Regions from separate parts of the Hordeum vulgare genome. Here region 1 is linked to region 2. The links are chromatin contacts, called in public Hi-C maps. All regions are on one chromosome and are shown on one strand. The core of a region is the stretch at or near the end of the contact, and the rest is flanking DNA. Distances in the headings are between cores, read along the strand shown. Region 1 holds the start of LOC123439125 (serine/threonine-protein kinase SAPK3). Region 2 holds the start of LOC123439114 (calcineurin B-like protein 1).

What was found. A called contact is a pair of places that touch in the nucleus more often than the background predicts.
Region 1: a contact with region 2 is called in a Hi-C map of leaf, with 2.8 times the contacts expected there. The contact joins the promoter of LOC123439125 here to the promoter of LOC123439114 in region 2. A contact is called at or near these places in 3 of 6 Hi-C or Micro-C datasets (leaf and seedling) and 1 of 1 datasets of contacts at active chromatin or transcription factors (embryo).

What each region holds. Positions count from the first base shown.
Region 1 is chr1H:382,742,126-382,746,481 of MorexV3_pseudomolecules_assembly, forward strand. It overlaps LOC123439125 (serine/threonine-protein kinase SAPK3), which reads left to right and starts at 2,293. Exons shown (of 9, transcript XM_045115876.1): 1 at 2,293-2,698; 2 at 2,899-2,973; 3 at 3,399-3,500; 4 at 3,612-3,665; 5 at 3,745-3,837; 6 at 3,934-4,026. The coding sequence starts at 2,576.
Region 2 is chr1H:382,484,121-382,488,345 of MorexV3_pseudomolecules_assembly, forward strand. LOC123439114 (calcineurin B-like protein 1) reads right to left here and starts at 2,148. Exons shown (of 8, transcript XM_045115865.1): 1 at 1,785-2,148; 2 at 1,328-1,410; 3 at 247-306; 4 at 35-143. The coding sequence starts at 1,869.

The sequences.
Region 1 (4,356 bases), core at 1,043-3,542, 260 kb after region 2:
TACATACTTCCTCTGTTTGAAGATATAAGTTTTTTTCCAGAGATTCCACTAGAAAAGACTATATTCGGATCTATATAGAGTATTTTGGAGTATAAGGTCATCTTCAAGGCGGACCCACAAACCTTCCGCACCCGTCCGGACCATGCGGTACGGTCCACGGAATCCATCTAACACAGTCCTGTATCGGTCCGTGGCATGGCCCGGACGCGATTTCCCCTACAAACGGGAGACAAAAGTCGGGGGGGGGGGGGGTCCGAGAGTCCGGACCGCTATTTCGCCTGATTCTGACCGCCCTGGCCCTTCAAAAACCCTTTCCCCTCCCGTGCGCGCTTCCTGCCCGGCGCCAGCCACCCGCATTCATGCCATTGTAGGGCGCAACGATCCACATTGAAGGCGGCTCAGGGCGGACACGACATATCACTACCTTTGACATTGAAGCGGCCCGTCGGTCGAGGGCACTGCCCGCATGCCCAGCCGAACACGTCTCCTGGCCGCATTTAAATGCCTTCATTAAACTCGCGTGGAAGCCGAGAAACCTACTCCTGGTCACACGTCATCCCTGAGCGGACCGTCATTAAATGCAACGCACACCGAGCTCCTCCAATCCGCCCTCTATTTAAACAAGGCTAGACGCTGGGCAAAAATCGCACCGCTTCGCCGCTCTCCCATCTTCTCCTTAACCATTTTCTCCACTCTTCCGATGACTTTTGAAGAGGAATTCTCTGGCATATATACAAGCCGGCTAGGTGGCTCGCCGGATACGAGGATGCGCCAGGCAGCCCGCTGCTCTGCTTTCCTCGCCTAGCCGACGAAGCTAGTTGCCTCCCCAAGCTGACGCGTGGTTCAACAATTAGCCACCCCAAACCAGCTTGATGAGGAGTGGCGAGTTGCTCCACGCCAATAAAACAGGGAGCACGACGATGATCGCGCCTCTCGTGTCTTCGACGGCACCATCCATGCCGGTGATTGCGCATCCCGTGCATGTGGTCGCGCCATGGAGGCAAAGATAGAAGCCGGGTGCGCGGAGAGTGACGAGTCGGTGGCCAGCGCCTCCACGTCCGTCGTCATCATCGAGGAGAAGTAGAACATGGGAGGCCGCCGCCGCTTGGGTCCCATGAAGGCCATCGTCGGTGCAACATCGACGTACACACCGGGTGTCTTTCCCGGTTCTTCTCTTGCGAAGACCTTCGTCGACCCTGCATTAGCTGCACGGAAGCGGAGGTGCCCGTTTCCCCTCCTGCTGAAACATCAGTCGGGGGTTCCGCTTCGACGAGCGGTGGGGAAGCGAGGCATGCTTTGCGCTGAAGCATATGCTTATGGAGCTTCCGGCAGTCCGGCAAGCGGACTACTGGACATGGGGAAGACAAAGGGATCCACCGCGAGCGGCCATAGACTAGTATAGCATATACGGATCATGGGAGTGAAGCTCCGCGCGATCGTACATGCACATAGTTTTTATCTTTTTAGTGAAAATATGTTTAAAATGTAATAAAATTCGTCGTATTTGTACGAAATCCGTCATGTTTGCATGAAATCCAGCCGTGTTTGCATGAATTTCATCCGGTTGGTTCGAATTATTATCAAAAATGTATGCGGCTACCATTAATGTCGTCCTTCGCATCCATGTGTATGGACTAATCCCCTGTCTGCGAACGGATGCAAGAGAAAATTTGTGCGCTGCCATTAAACATGTTTTAAGTTCATTTATTTTGTTGTGTATATAATCTATAATGAAAAATTTAGAAAAACTTATAGAGTACTTAAAAATGGAGGAAGTATATTTTAGATCGATAACTAGCTAAATTCATCACGATAAAACTATACTAGCCCACTTGGTCGATCTTGATTAAAAGATGGTTGTCCGACGTTTTAGTCTCGAATCAAACACCCATCATGCTAGCCCTGTTTTCCTCTCGTGCATTGAGCTTGGTGATTTCTTGGTAGCACTGGCATCTAGTCTTGTCTAAAAGAAACAAGGGAAGGATGAGCCAAGATCGAATTTAAATTGAGATTATAAAAAAGGATCGCATTTGTCAGAACATCACGGTGGGAAAACCCCAACCAAAAATCTAACCAAATTGCGAAAAAAAAAGGACACCTAGGTGGGCAACGCGTCAAGCCCATGCGTCCAGAGATGCCACGTCACCCCATCGGACGTGCCATCTAACCAAGGGGGGGCCCGCCTGCCGCCCCCGATTAGGTGAGCTCCCGGCGGGTCCCACGCGGCCGCGACGTATCTCCTGGCCCACCCCCAATTCAAAAAACCGCCACTGCCTCCCACACGTGTCGGCCATCGCGCGTCTCTCCGCCGCCCTCGTTCCGTCGCTTCCGCCCCAGCCCCGAGCCGAGGCTTCGCTTCGCTTTCCGGTGACGGCGCGCGCAACTCTATATTTTTCTCCGCCTCTTGGTCCTCTGCTGGGTCAGCAACAGCAGCAGCACCACCACCACCACCAGCAGCAGCAGCAGGAGGAGGAGGTTTGCTCTGAGTCGGGCTTCTCTCGCGGTCGGATTCGTTCGAGTTGGAGCCGCCCCTCGAAACCTTGGGAGTTGGGATTGAGGCGGGCGGGTGGTGGCGATGGAGGAGAGGTACGAGGCGTTGAAGGAGTTGGGGACGGGAAACTTCGGGGTGGCGAGGCTGGTCAGGGACAAGCGCACCAAAGAGCTCGTCGCCGTCAAGTACATCGAGAGGGGCAAGAAGGTATATATGTCGTGGTCGTGGTTCTCCGTTCCTTCCCTGTGTTCTTTACTTCTGACTTCTGAGGTTTGGTCGTTGAGCACTCGTGGATTTGGGGGTTCTTCTTGAAGAATCAATTCTCGATAAATGGCAGTGTAGTGACTGTGGCTGCAGGTTTGTGTTGCTGGATGTGTGATTTCTGGGGTCTGTTTGTGTGCGTGCAGATTGATGAGAATGTGCAGAGGGAGATCATCAATCACCGCTCGCTCCGGCACCCTAACATCATACGATTCAAGGAGGTAATTGCCCGTTCTTCTTGACTCGTTAGTCGTTTGTTAAGTTTGTTGATTCTCAGTTACATTAGTTTGGTTAAATTAAATACTTCATAAATTTGAAGGTTCTGAAGTATGAACACTGAAGTACTCTGTTTCTTCCAGAAAGCAGAATTGACACCCTAATATTTTTGGGAATAAATGACGATTATCTTTTTGAATGTTTGCGTCATGACTGCTCTGCCAGTTATTAGTAATGGTTTTTTGGTCAAAACTTAGTATTGTTGGGCTGGGCGGCACTGAACCCCTACATTTCAGGGTCACTATGGTTGGTGATAATGAGTTCAGAATCATCCAAGTTTGTCCTAGAATGTCTCTGTCCTGATATTCAACTAAGCAAATTGTCAGCTTTAGATAAAATTGAATTGCCTTGCTAATAATATCGAGGACAGGTTTGTGTAACTCCGACGCACCTTGCCATCGTCATGGAATATGCTGCTGGCGGAGAACTCTTCGAAAGAATATGCACCGCGGGCCGATTCAGTGAAGATGAGGTTGCTCTTGAACATACTTACCTTGCTATGTCATCAGATTATCTTTATTCTGAACCTTGTCTGCTAACAGTATAAGTAATCATGTAACCTGTTTGCTATGCGTGTCAACAGGCAAGATACTTCTTCCAGCAACTACTTTCAGGGGTCAGCTACTGCCATTCTATGGTACGCTTTGCCTTTTGAAATTCATGAAAGAAAACAAATGCAAAACCCAAGTGCTCATGAACTAATGCTGCAAATGCAGGAAATCTGTCACCGTGATCTTAAACTGGAAAACACTCTCCTGGATGGGAGTCCAACACCTCGAGTGAAAATTTGCGACTTTGGTTACTCAAAGGTACTAACAGACTAACAGTTACCGTTATGTTTCCAGTTTTGCTAGAATTGACCTTTCTCTGTCCTTACTGACCAAATTGGCTATCGTGATTTTCAGTCTGCTTTGCTGCATTCCAAACCAAAATCAACAGTTGGTACTCCAGCATACATAGCGCCGGAAGTTCTTTCGAGAAAAGAATATGATGGCAAGGTAAGTTCTGCCTTTGACAATCTGCGGTTATTTGTTCCAGTTATGCGTCAGCGTCTTCTTTCCAGCAGAGAACACGGTAAAGAATGTGTAGTAATATCAATTACTCCCTCCGTTCCCAAATATAAGTCTTTTTAGATATTTCAATACGGACTACATACGGATCAAAATGAGTGAATCTACACTCTAAAATGCGTCTATATACATCCGTATGTAGTTTGAATTGAAATATCTAAAAGACTTATATTTATGAACGGAGCGAGTAGTACTTTGAAAAACAATTAAAAGTTGTGACTGGATTAAGAACTGAGCTGAAGGAGGTTATGAATTTAA
Region 2 (4,225 bases), core at 898-3,397:
AAACTGAAGAAAAGACAGAAACGCAACAACTTACAATCAATTTTCTCTTCCACTGGAAAATTTGGATGGAATACATTTAAAGCTCGAACAAAGTCGCCAAAATCGATGACGCCCCTTTTCTTGACATCGAAAAGGTCGAATATCTACAAGGCCAATTTCATATAAGTCAATTGTAGTGATAACATTGTGCCCCAGCATATAATATGTAATATCACAGATAAGAATGGTTGCCAAGGGGATGTGTACCCGATTAGCGAAAAGATTTTCCTTCCTTGTGTTTTTGAACAATGCAAGCTGGAACTCTTCCTGCGTATATATGAATATAAATTACTTATAGTTTCAGTTGCCAGTAAATATAGTACCTAATGACATCGAGATGATAGTTCACTGTGGTACATATAATTGCAGATATGTGCCGGTTAACATGACAACAAGTAACAAATTCTTTGATATATATATAACCATAAGATACATTTATAATTACGCTGGACAAGGAAAGCATTCTCCCCAGGTGTCTAGAACACTACCATGAATGATCAAATCAAATTTTGCAATATGAAAATGCCAATCAAGCAGTTGGCTTATGTAAGCAGTAAGGCATGAAATGAGCCTTGAAGTTTAGCTAGACTACGATAACATGAGATGCAAGATAACGACTAAAACCTTGAGCTACATGATGTTCATATAACTTGCAATAATATCTGATGCAGGACACATTGTGAGTTTGTGACACGGTTATCTTAGGAACAAGTTCTTCATGAGAAAATGTGTTGACTTGTAGTCTGCATGGGAAAGATAATAATAATGAGCCAAAAGGCATTTATGTGCTTTAATTTTTATTCTATGTTTTGCACAGGCCACAAGAATGGAAATTTTTGCATGAAACTCAAAATCTACCTAATACTGACCTAAGTGTGTGAAACTTTTTTTTTGGAAGAGATAAAATACTTATTTAGAGCCGGGAGCATGTACTCCCGAGCTCTACTAGGCTTCACCGTGTCATAGTTATTTATGAAACGGGCTCATTGGGTTGTACAACAAGAATAAATGTTTGGCGACATATACAACAAGAATCCATTTTCACTTAGTATGTTGAGAGATAGTAGAACTATTGATGGCTAAATGTAATCACGGAAAAAGGGTATTTCCGCATAAATTAATCAGTTGTAAGAGGGTCGGAACAAGCGGAATGTAATTTCAGCATAGCAATGTTCGATTTCGTCTGAATGGTACAGACAAAAGTATGCAAAAATAGGTCTCAGGTGCTTATTTGATGTTTGTATATGTCGACCTGATAAGGGATCACACGTTCATAAGAAATCGGTACCTTATTGATCAAACCATCATCGATCACTGATCCACTAATGCTCTTGAACAGCTCAAACAACGCCTCGACTTCGCTGACGCTGACTACATGAACAGAACAACAAGTGCACGGAGTCAGGCAAACATCGAATCAAAATTCACAAGGAAGGGGGTGGGTCAATAGCAGATGGCCGATGAATATCACAGCAAGTAAAACATAAGTTAAGCATATCTACTGGTCAGATTATTCGAATTGCCTCGACTGGCTACAGGATCCATGGCAACCTACACGGCCGGCTGCAGAAGACAAGTCCCATTCCAAATCCTAATCCCAATTCCCAAGTACGCGAGGGCTAGAACGCCTAGCAAGAAGCAGAAGCTGGATCCATTTACCCTTTTCCGAGAAATGAAGCGGAAGCTGGATTCACGGAATGGGTTGCGTAGAAAAGGGGAAAAGTGATGCGAGCAAGCGAGCTCACAGGCGGTCTGGGAGGCGAGTTGTACGGGGTCCTCGTAGCCAGCAGGGTGCTGCCTCCGCTTCGGCGTGGACTGGATGCACCCCATGGCCTAGCTCGCCGCGGCCGGAGAAGAGCACCTAACGCCGCCGCGACCAATCACGCATCACCGCCGCCTCCACCCACTGCATAGAAGTGTGGGGCCGCAGCGCCAGCAGGTGAGGCAGCGGATCCGGGCGGATTCCGGCGGTCAGGGGAGGCGTGCGGGCGTGCGGGCGTGCGGCGGTCTGGTTTTGGCTGGTGGGATATGGAGATGGAGTCGCGGAATCTCTGCAGCGGAACAACCAACAGCGAGAGCTGGTGGTAGTAGTCGCATTCCGGCTCGGGGGCTGGGAGCAGGCCCCTCCCTTTACGCACGTGACGGTCGGTCGAAATCCACCGGGACTGGGAGCGCGTCTGCTTCGAATCAGAGACCGCCCCGAAAGTCCGAGCCTGACCCGAGTCGTGTGGTGTGGGCGCATGAAAGATGACGCGTGCCCACATCGTGGTCGCTTGGAACGCATGCCACTTGTCGTTCCTTGGTCCCGCCGATATTGCTTTCTGTCACAGTACAATGAAAACGGAAGAAAACGAACAAATTATTTTCAAGTATATATGCATCTGAAAGGGATAGAAGAAAATGTGTCTATTCGGAGGCATGCGATCAAAGCAAGTACCTTTTGACAATAAAGAGAACATACATGATTGTTTGCGGTTGGACACACCTTTAGTAATGACGTCCGTTAATTAGCATGTGGTAATTGATAATAGTCACGTGCTAATTAATTTCAACACTCCCTCTTATACGAGGCCAATTTTTTGCATGATGCATCATTGAAGGCTTCTTATATATTCATCTCTTGTCTTGAAAAATCCTTAATCTTGACATTCTCTTTCAAAATCATGTGACAAAAATATGATAAGAGTAGTATAGATATGTCGCTAAAACCCTTTTAAACCAGTGGAAAAATTAATTAGAAAGAAATATCATCATACGATAATTATTGTATCCTTGAAACTCATGTGAGAAAAATATTTGAAGAAGGAGAAAACTCATTGGCGAATTTATAAGACAATAAATATGATTTATCACTTTTATTTTGAATGCCCATGAGGAGAATTGAAAGTATAGCATGCATCACCTTATTAGAAACATTTTATGAGGGACTTCGATAGAAAACTCATAAGGAAAGAGAATGTGTGTGATGTGCCATTAAAAACTCCTTTAAAACAAAGTGAAAGGGATATAAGAAGAAAATGATATGGCATATGATGGTAATTATTTATTTGATAACTTATATAAGAAAATATCGAAATGATAAAACTCATTGGTAAGTTCAGAGGATAATTAATATGCCTTGTATACATTTGCTAAAAATCTAATGGAAAAGAGGAGGTGTGGCATATATTCTTGTGTTGATATTATCTCATTAAAATCTTGATGAGATCCTGAAGAGTAAACTCACAAAGGAAAAAGGAGTGTAGGTAATATAATGTGTGAATATATTACAATTCAAGAAGAGACTCCCCTGATTCTTATAAATGTCTAAGTCACTGCATAACAATTCTATGAACATGTTTCAATAGTGTTGAAGTTGATAGAGACTTCATGAACAAATCAACAAGATTGTCGCATGATATACCTTTGCAAGGTGGGGGGTATGGTGATATTACTTATTAACACTACTTCAGGAAGGCCTAAGATCACATATGGCTCTCCACCCAAACCGAGTCGTTGGTGTACACCACCTAGAGGTCCATCAACCTCACATGGGTGTCCACTACGGGACTCAAGGTGAACTGCCGCTCGTCGTCATCATCAGACATTGGGAGCGCCACTAGAGCCCCTAGATATCCTCTGCGTATGTGTTATCATGGGTGTGCTTATTGTGTCGTGGGGGCGCGATAGGAAGGTTAAAGAGATTAAGACAAATGGCTATGGAAATAAAAGAGTGGGGGACGGACATCTGATACTTGTGATCTGTGTTGGGTTTTTCCCCGAAGAGGAGGGGATATATGATGCAGCACAGTATAGATAAGTATTTCCCTCAGTGAGAACCAAGGTTATCAAACCAATAGGAGGATCACACAACTTCCCGTCTTCAGCATCTACACACAAAAGAGCACACACTCGCATCCAAAGGAGGCAAGAGGTTGTTAGTTGCGGATGCTTGCGATAGGGGGTAATCATAAGTAGGTTGTTAGTTCAAGTAAGAACAACACCTTAGCACCTGTCCACCCACATATCAAATTATCAAAGTAGCAAATGCGAATCAACTCAATATGATGAACATGACTAGACAGGAATTCCCATATGTCCTCGGGAGCACTTACTTTATATAAGAGTACTTTCAGGCATGTTCGTTGCTATAAAAAGGATTGGGCTACCTTGATGCACATTTTCTACTATTGTTACTTGTCACTTG